Linked DNA regions of Sus scrofa: region 2 is linked to region 1. A link is a contact called in public Hi-C data. All regions are on one chromosome and are shown on one strand. The core of a region is the stretch at or near the end of the contact, and the rest is flanking DNA. Distances in the headings are between cores, read along the strand shown.

What was found. Hi-C and Micro-C count contacts between places; a contact is called where the count stands out from the background.
Region 2: a contact with region 1 is called in a Hi-C map of skeletal muscle, with 2.6 times the contacts expected there. The contact joins two enhancer-like sites. A contact is called at or near these places in 3 of 47 Hi-C or Micro-C datasets (embryonic fibroblasts, fetal heart ventricle and skeletal muscle) and 1 of 2 datasets of contacts at active chromatin or transcription factors (skeletal muscle).

The regions. Positions count from the first base shown.
Region 1 is chr15:119,808,344-119,812,688 of Sscrofa11.1, forward strand. No RefSeq gene overlaps it. Among named protein-coding and RNA genes, the nearest start is that of TNS1, 330 kb to the right of the region's middle. Within about 2 kb of position 1,513, at least 10 of the 83 cell types and tissues checked have an H3K27ac peak or open chromatin away from gene starts, as enhancers often do. A contact at or near this core is called in skeletal muscle, where this site is marked.
Region 2 is chr15:119,874,927-119,879,410 of Sscrofa11.1, forward strand. No RefSeq gene overlaps it. Among named protein-coding and RNA genes, the nearest start is that of TNS1, 270 kb to the right of the region's middle. Within about 2 kb of position 2,850, at least 21 of the 83 cell types and tissues checked have an H3K27ac peak or open chromatin away from gene starts, as enhancers often do. A contact at or near this core is called in skeletal muscle, where this site is marked.

The DNA of each region.
Region 1 (4,345 bases), core at 263-2,762:
AAAGAAAGAAAGAAAGAAAGAAAGAAAGAAAGAAAGAAAGAAAGAAAGAAAGAAAGAAAGAAAGAAAGGAAGGAAGGAAGGAAGGAAGGAAGGAAGGAAGGAAGGAAGGAAGGAAGGAAGGAAGAAAGAGATAGAGAGAAAAAGAGAAAGAGAGAAAGAAAGAAAGAGAAATCTATTTAACTTTTTTTTTTTAGAACAAAGAGTTTTCCAAACTCATTTGGTAGCAGAATCTTTTTTTTTATAGAATGACTATCACTGTTGCATGAAGTTCCTGCTGCTTTGGACTTTCCTTTTTATATTCATTTATTTATTTATTTATTTATTACTTTTTTAGGGCTGCACTTAAAAAAGTAGGTTCCCAGGCTAGGGGTCAAATGGGAGCTATAGCTGCCAGCCTACACCACAGCCACAACAACGCCAGATCCTTCACCCACTGAGCTGAGTGAGGCCAGGGATCAAACCCTCATCCTCATGGACACTAGTCAGGCTCATCGCTGCTGAGCTGCAACAGGAACTGCTGGACTTTTTAAATAAAACTAAGTTGTTAGCACTGACATAGAGATAGAAATTGGTCATAATAGCTCTGCTGTTCATTCCCATGGCAATTTCGAGAGGTCAGTAGATGATGAATGTGTGCAGCCATTCTTCTGACTGCTCAAAGACACTTATTATTTACGACCTGAGTTCTGGGCGGTGATTGCTGTCATTAATAATGATAGTTTAGCCCTAGGCTGGGGAGACAGCAGATCTGGAGTCTCTCTGCTTAGCCTGACACTCCTGTGATACAGGAGTAGGGACTGTAAAGCTCAAAGCACTTAGTACCAGCATGGGGAGTGCTAGATTTCAAATTCTTTCTTCAGTCAAGAGCAGGCGCCTGGGGGCCCAGGGCAGGGGTCTAATTCTAAATGTGGAAACCACCCCTGGCTAATAGATTGAAACGGGGAGCTCCTGGGGACCCAGTGGGACAGAACAACTGTGTTCATTAAGGGAGCCAGGAAGCGGCCATGGGGGTCTTGTCCATCGACAACTTGGCAGGACACAAAGTATTTTACCAAAAGGAATCTCACAGCTGGAAGGAGCAGGTGCGGGCAGAGCAGAGCCAGTGCAAAAGCTGGAGAGAGATTAAGGCAGGAAGGAAATTGGATTTTCCCAAGTTCCAGAGGGGAGGGGTACACCAGGAGGAGAAAAGTGGTGAGAGAGAGAGAGGGACTGAAATTGATTTAGGACTTGAAATAAATATCCTTGGCCAGCAAAGGGGTTGTCACTTTGCATTGTAACAATTTAACAGGCCAAAAACCCCAGCATTAACTGAATCCATGCCCTCAGCAGAAGGGGAGATTATCAGTTGCTAAACAGGAACCACTAAAACTAAAGAGAACATTTTCACATCCTCATTCCCCCAGGAGCAGGACCTGGTGCCAGGAAAATTGCTTCTCCCTGCTGACCCTCCACCCACCCTGTGTTTTCTGTCTCTGGGCAAAGTGACACACTCCCAGCCCTGGCCTTGGAAGTGGTCCCATCCTGTAGCTCTGGATGGATGATCAGCAAGTGGCATGTTCCCCACCACCACCCAGGGCAGAGAAGAAGAAGTCAGTACCATAAACCAACCCACAGTGAGGCAAGGAGAGAGTGGAAGGTGGGCATGTTTCCAGAAAGCTATGGAGCTCTGCCTCTAATCTCCTTAGGGTTCAGCTTGGGGCCATGTTTCCTCCCCCACTTCCTCTAACTCCAACCATTTGGAAGTAATGTTTTATTTTCTACATTTGATTCACAAGACAAAACAAAGCAAAACACGCACACACACACAAACAAAAAAACATGAGAGGGTCAACTAGATGTAATGGCACAATGAATCATATTTTAAAAATCAATAAAGGGTCATGAAATGTGAGAAAAAAGACTTGTGCACATTCTCAAAAAGCAGAGTGCTTCATCCATACACTCACTGGTCACCTTGTGGCTGAGGGCACAGCCTTATAAATACGGAGAGGCCAGGGTGGTTTTTCCCTCCTGGATGTTAGCCCCTCCAGAGGTTTGGAAGGGGCTTAATGTGTTTGCATTTAAAGACAATGTTGAGGGGAGGAAGTGGGATAGACTGGGAGTTTGGGGTTAGTAGATGCAGACTGTTGCATCTGGAGTGGATAAGCAATGAGATCTTGCTGTATAGCACAGGGAACTATATCTAGTCACTTGTGATGGAACATGATGGAGGATAATGTGAGAAAAAGAATGTCTATATGTATATGACTGGGTGACTTTGCCGTACAGCAGAAATTGACAGAACATTGTAAATCAACTATAATGAAAAATGTTTTTTAAAAAGACAAGGGCAATTATACTGGAAAACTTCTCATCACTATTCATATTTAATCTTTAAATAGTGACTGACATTCTACAAAGTCATTTTCACATACATTATTGTATTTAGTCCTCAGAATAATCCCATGAGTCAGGTGCTATTTTGATCCTCATTTTCCAGCTGAAGAAACTGAGGCTCAGAGAGCTTGAGGCAAGCAGGGCCCAGGTCATACAGCTGGTAAGCAGATCTGTGTGACTCTAAATCACTTGCTCCCTCCCCCACCCCTTGCCATAATCCTTTGGAAGGCAGGCATCCTGGCAAGGCACTCCACAGGTCCCCCAACACAGAGACCTGTGCAGGCAACTGTGTAGTTAAAGATGGAGGAGGAAGGTCTCTTTTCCCATTGCCCCTAATGTTACCTTTATTTCCTGTTCACCAACAGACCCCTATTTGCTTAGCCCCTTATTCTCTTCATATACAGTGGGCCCTGTTCAACTCCCTAACCCATTGCTGAATGTGCTGGAGTGTCTAGAAATGTGCAAACATGACAGCCCCCAGACCCAGCCCTAGCCCTAGCCCTTTCTTCCCTAACAGTCCTGCCAGAAAGCACAGAGCCCCTTGGGCTGGAGGGTGAAAGAAAATGACAGGGAAAATTGAGACTGTACCCAGCAAATATTTGTTGAACTGATTATTTTCCAGACAAGTCCACTGAACACATCACATCAGATATCTTGTTTTCTCAGGATTCTAGCCAGTCCTTATACCCTTCTTATTTTTGTTTGACCCCATTTCAGCTGGGAACAGACCCTGGTTCAGGACCCCAACCAGAAAGGAGAGGGATTCAAACTCACCTGTGAGAGCTGTGAAAGGACCATGTCTAGGCTTTGCCCCTTAGATCTCTCTAAGCTGCCTTACTCTCCCTGAATCCCTTTCCTGCATCTAGCCAATCCCTCATCTGGGAATCTTCAGTGGCTCTTCATTGACTCTAGGATTAACTCCAAATCTCTCAGCAAGGTATTTCACAACCCCATACCATTCAAACACTATTTATGCAATGCATGCATGAATATATCACATGGATGCATGAATGGCTGCATGGATGGAGAGATGGACAAATGAATGAATGAACAGAGGGACAAATGGATCTAATACTCAATTTCCTGTTAGAACATTTCCTCTGCACCCAGAAGGGACCAATAGCCTTCTGCCTCTGGGAAAAATGAAGAACTTTATCCCCCTTTCCTACATATTCCCTTCTCACACACACACCCCTCCACCACTACTGACATCTTAGTCTCCATGGTTTTTATAGCTCATAATCTATCCTATCAGCCAAGGAAAGGACCACCCCCTAAAATGTGAACTATCCTAGAGCCATGGGCTTTACAACTTCTAAGAGTAATGAACAGTGTTGACTCAAGTGACTTTCTTCTCAAGCCCTCACTTCCCAGTTTGTAAAACTGAGGTCTTTATATGATGTGGAGCTGGGACTTCAAAAGGCCCTCTTTATTCAGGAGTAAGCAATATTCCCCAATTTCTTAGACAGCGGCCATCTAGAAAAGGAAGCTGCCAAAAGACATCTGGAAACCCCCCCAAAGTATTCACAAATGCAGTAAACTTGAGTGTAGACAATGGATCATGACTTCTGCCTGCCTGGGGGAGCCCAACCTGTGCAGCTCCTGAAAGGGGTTCGAGGATGTCTGGGTAGGCAGCCAAGACCAAGTTCACTGCTGCTACCTGCTGCTGCTCCTGCAACCAGTCTGTACAGGGAGGTGATCTGAGCAGCCTGAGAGAGGCACAATCTTTCATGGCTCTCCTCCACATGCCGTGACCCTTGGTATGTCTGGGGCATAGTACACATTCTCTTCCATGGTCAAATTAACCTAACGTCCCTCTTATATCATTCTTAATCTTTTTAGTCATCCTAATAAAGAGCTTTGGGACCTATTTACTGCTCCCCAATGAGCAGGAGTTGGATTTTTATTTCTTGCGGATTGTGAACAAGAGCTCTATTTGTTATTGCTTTTTATGAGCACACACTCTTTC
Region 2 (4,484 bases), core at 1,600-4,099, 68 kb after region 1:
ACTGGGAAGCCGGCACCCCTAGTCCCACTGGCTAAGTCAGCACTCTCTTCCCCGGGGGCTTGTGGTCCACAGCACACATACCCAGAAGTCGGGAGACCTTGGTTCTTAGCCCCAACCAGTCACCAACCCTCCATGGGGCCTTGAGCAAGTCACTGACCTCCATGGGGCCTTGAGCAGGTCACTGACCTTTGTCAGGTCTCAGCTGCCTCATCTCAAGGGTACTGTTGCCAGAACTCAGCCTCTGTCCACCAGGGCTGAATGGAAACACGGAGACAGAGTTTTGGGCAAAATATCTTTACTGTTCTGCCAGGCAACGGGGGCCACAGCAGGCCAATACCTTAAAGACTGTGCCCCTCTTAGGAGAGACTGGGAGGTGGTTTTATCGTTTGAGAAATGAAAAATAGAGCCACAGATAAGGATTAGGGTAGAGGCAAGCTTGCATTTTTTCAAAGCTGGTGTTCAGTGGTCTGGTGGTCTTCTTTCCAGAATAAAAATGCTACATTAACATCTTCCATTTGCTGGGGGTTTTAGTTCTGCAGAGGAGCTCAAAGATTTTGTCCTCTATATCCCTTGAGGAGGAACCAGGTCCCTGCCCCATGGCTGTGCTCTTGTCTCTTGACTGTGCCTTCCTAGTCTCTGCACCCTCTCCTTTCCCTTATGAGCAACTGCTTGAACCTGCCCTTTGGAACTCAGGGAAGGTCATGGAAGCTGAAATTTATTCCCTAAAAACAAGAAATGAGGGACATAGAAAGGTTTGTGTGCCCAGGAGCCCACAGGGCCCTGCTCAGTTTCAGTACCAACACTCCCCGTGTTGCTGGGCTATCAGAACAGTGATGGGGGAAAGTAAAACCAACTTTGGGTCTTTTTATACTTCCTCCTTGATGGGATGTTGGGGTGGGGGGGGTGGGGAGAAGGTAGATGATAGAGAGATAGATAGATAGATAGATAGACAGACAGATAGACAGACAGATATGATATGATAGATGGATAGGTACCTACAAAGACTAATCATAACCCAGATTTCTGGGAAGAGTGTGGACAGCCAGTGTTCTTCCTCAGATGCACATTTATCCTCTTAAGATGGTATCTCCTAATTTCTCTGCCCAGAGAACAAGGAAGATAACCCAATCCCAGAGAGATAGTCACAGCCCAGAGCAGTGATGAAGGATGTGTGTTTTTCAATCCTAAAACACATCTGCTGAGCTATAAGACCTTGGACTAGTCAACGTCTCTAGGCCTCAATTCCTTCATCTGTTAAATGGGAATATTAACAGTATCACCTGGTTGATTTAGTCCTCAAGGAATGGCGGCTGATGACATGATAAGGGCACTCTGAATTACAGGCTCTCTCCTTCCACATCTCCTTATGCTGTACACCCCAGAGATGTCTTGTAGGCTTCACCCTGGGTGTGCCTTAAAGGGTTTGCCTCTTTGTCCAATGCCCACCCTTGGAAAGAAGCAGATCTCCTTGAAAATAAGCTTGTGCTGCCTCCCAACAGCTGGGGCTGTAAATGATGACTGTAGAAATGGCCCAGGAAGGGCAAGACCCCCAGGGGAACATGGTGCCTCCCCCATCATCTCCTAGTGAGCTTCTGAGTGTGGAGCTCAACTGGGCTGAGTCATGGACAGTCATCTGTGCTCACTGACATTCCTTTTTTTTTTTTTTTCTTTTTGCAGGGTCACACTCACAGCATACGGAGGTTCCCAGGCTAGGGGTCGAATCAGAGCTGCCAGCCTACACCACAACCACAACAACTCGGGATCCAAGCTGCATCTGCAACATATACCACATCTCATAGCAATGCCAGATCATTAACCCACGGAGCGAGGCCAGGGATCCAACCTGCATCCTCATGGATGCTAGTCACATTCATTTCCCCTGAGCCACGATGGGCACTCCTCACTGACATTCTTGTCTGTGTCACTTGTCAGCATGAGGGACACCCCATGTGGTTTGAACTGACTCTCCTAAGCCCTGGGTGGCAAAGTCTATATCCACTGAATGGGAACAACCAGTTCAAAGGCAAGAGTTGGGTCAGACGCCTGATTCGAATTTACACAGCAGCTCCACCCCACCACACCCTTCAGAGTTTTATTCTTCAATTCAATCAGGTAACTTAGAATGGGCAACACAGCTGAAACATGGAAACATGAAAGATCAAGACACCAAGCCACCATAGAGACCATCTGATCCAAAACCCTCGTTTTCCTGATGGAGACAGCAAGTCCCAGAGAGGGGAAGTGACTTGTCCAGGATTATACAGTTGACCAGGGCATAGCATGAGAATCTAGAAGGGTGGAGATATCGTCAGGACTCTCTCTTGGGAGAAAATACAACCACAAAGAGGGGGAAGGTTGTTGGGGGGGTTGGGGTGGTGCTGGTTGAATTTCAGGAGCACTAGATGGAGGGTTGGAAGACAGTGGTCCCCACGTGGCTCTGTCTCGTACCAGTTGAAACACTCCGTGCTGTCACTTCACCTCCTTGGGACTCAGATCTCTTTTATAAAATAGAGCTCCCACCCTCCTCTCTGAACTATTGTGAGGAACAGACAAGAATGTATCTTGAAAACCATAAAGGTCTACCAACATACAGCCACATTCTGCCCATCTTTACAGCTGCCTTTAGGATTTGGGGAGAGTTAGGCATTCTCTCTAAGCAAATCCAAGGCCGGGGGGCTTCTCTTAGCAAAAGGAGCCCAGAACACCAGACTAAATCCATGTCATTCAAGCAGGGCTCAGGTTGTGTGTGTCTAAGCAGCTTTGGTTTGAAAAGATTAGGAGGGCAGTGGAGTGGAAAGAAAAGTTGATGAGGCAGCAGAGTGCAGCCCATGGTACCACACTGCCCTCTGCAGGGCACCAGGGAGAAGGCACGCAGGCTGGGCTGGGGCAGGTGGATTTAATTCAGCAGATAGCTCAGGGTCCTGGGATCCATTTCCCTGTCTCCACGTTGTGCAGGCCCCCTCCACGTTGAAACAGGGGCAGGGGACTGTGATCACCTTTAGGAATCCGTTCTGCCTGGCCTCAATCTTCCACCCACCCTGACGCTCACCACTCTCCAGTCTGCCCTCTGGGCATTTCTCATTCTGAACTCAGAATCCAGACAGTTCTGGGAAACAGAGCAGCCCGGGGCTCCTGCCCAACACTGTAACCTCTCTGCTCCATCATGGGCTGGTTTCTCCATGCTCTGGCCATACTCCAGTCCCTGGGGAAAGCCGTCCCATAGTAGGGAGTCCTGACTTGCCTGCATCAAGGGACCAGCCAGAGTCCTGCAGGCTGTGGAGATGAACCAGACATTCTGTGACACAAGAACATGAGACACAGACTCTGCAACTGCTCTGGGATTCAGAGAGAGATGTCCCGGGTCCAGAGCCTGCACTGGGGCACCTATGTCCTCCATGGCCCTGGCTGTGCCAGACCTTCCCCCACCCCCACCCCATTCTCCATCCTTTCCCTGGCTGTTTGGTTCAGAGCAGGGCACCCTGCAGCTGGCTCACCAGCCTCTAGGCGTGGCCTCAGGCCATGCTCCCCGTGTGCCCTTGTGTGGCCCCGGGGAGCCTCTGCAGCCGGCCCAGCCATGTGACCTGAGTGATTCACAAGCACAGACGTCCAAACCAGCTTCTCCATTCTTCCTCTCCCAGCCGTCACAAAGGGCACAGTCTCGGCTGCTCAGGCTGGAAACCCTTCAGCACAGAGGTGCATTGTTCCCAGGGTCAGGAGGGGCTGGACGCTGAAGGGAATTAGGAAGACAGGGAGCCTGAGGCCCAGCGTGGTTTTCCATGTGGCATATGCCCCTCGTGCAGGCCAAGCCCACTTCCTGTCCTGGCTGCAGCTCCGGGGCTCAAGTTCACATCTCCCTCCTTTAGAACCAACTCTGGGTCAGGTTGTTGGTTTCTTCTAATTTCCACTCTCTGCACGTGGACTTTTCTTTGAAAGATATGTACATGCTATTTCCTTTCTCTTCTCCAATACACATGATTCTTTAGAGGCCACAGCATAAATTCGGAGCCCAGCAACCTTGGTCTTGGGAGGCACACTTTATTCTTTCTCTTCGGCTCCCTACCTAACCCTAATCAAGCAGAGCCCAGGCAGGTGCACAGGACTAGAGAATGTTATTGTGGGTGAAAGGGAAAGAGAAGAATCTGGTCAGCATTAAGAAGGGGAGGAGGAGGGAGGATGTGGTTAAGATTGGGGCTATCAGGGATTTGGGAAATGATTCTAGTTCTTCTGATTCTCAGGGTATGAAAATATTCTACTCTGGGTTGTTGAAAATAAGCTCCTAGTAAAGAAACACTTGGACGAGAAGTGCTTTTAGAGGCAACATGGTCCGATTCTGATCACTTGAGAGGTAGTCCTTCCTCCAGAGCAGGTCCATGATGGGGGGCAGGGGCAGTGTCTGTCCCACAACTGAGCAGCTCTAGCTCATCTAGAAAGTGTTTCCAAATGTCAAGTCAGAATCTGAACCCCCTGTGGCAGACTGTAGAAAT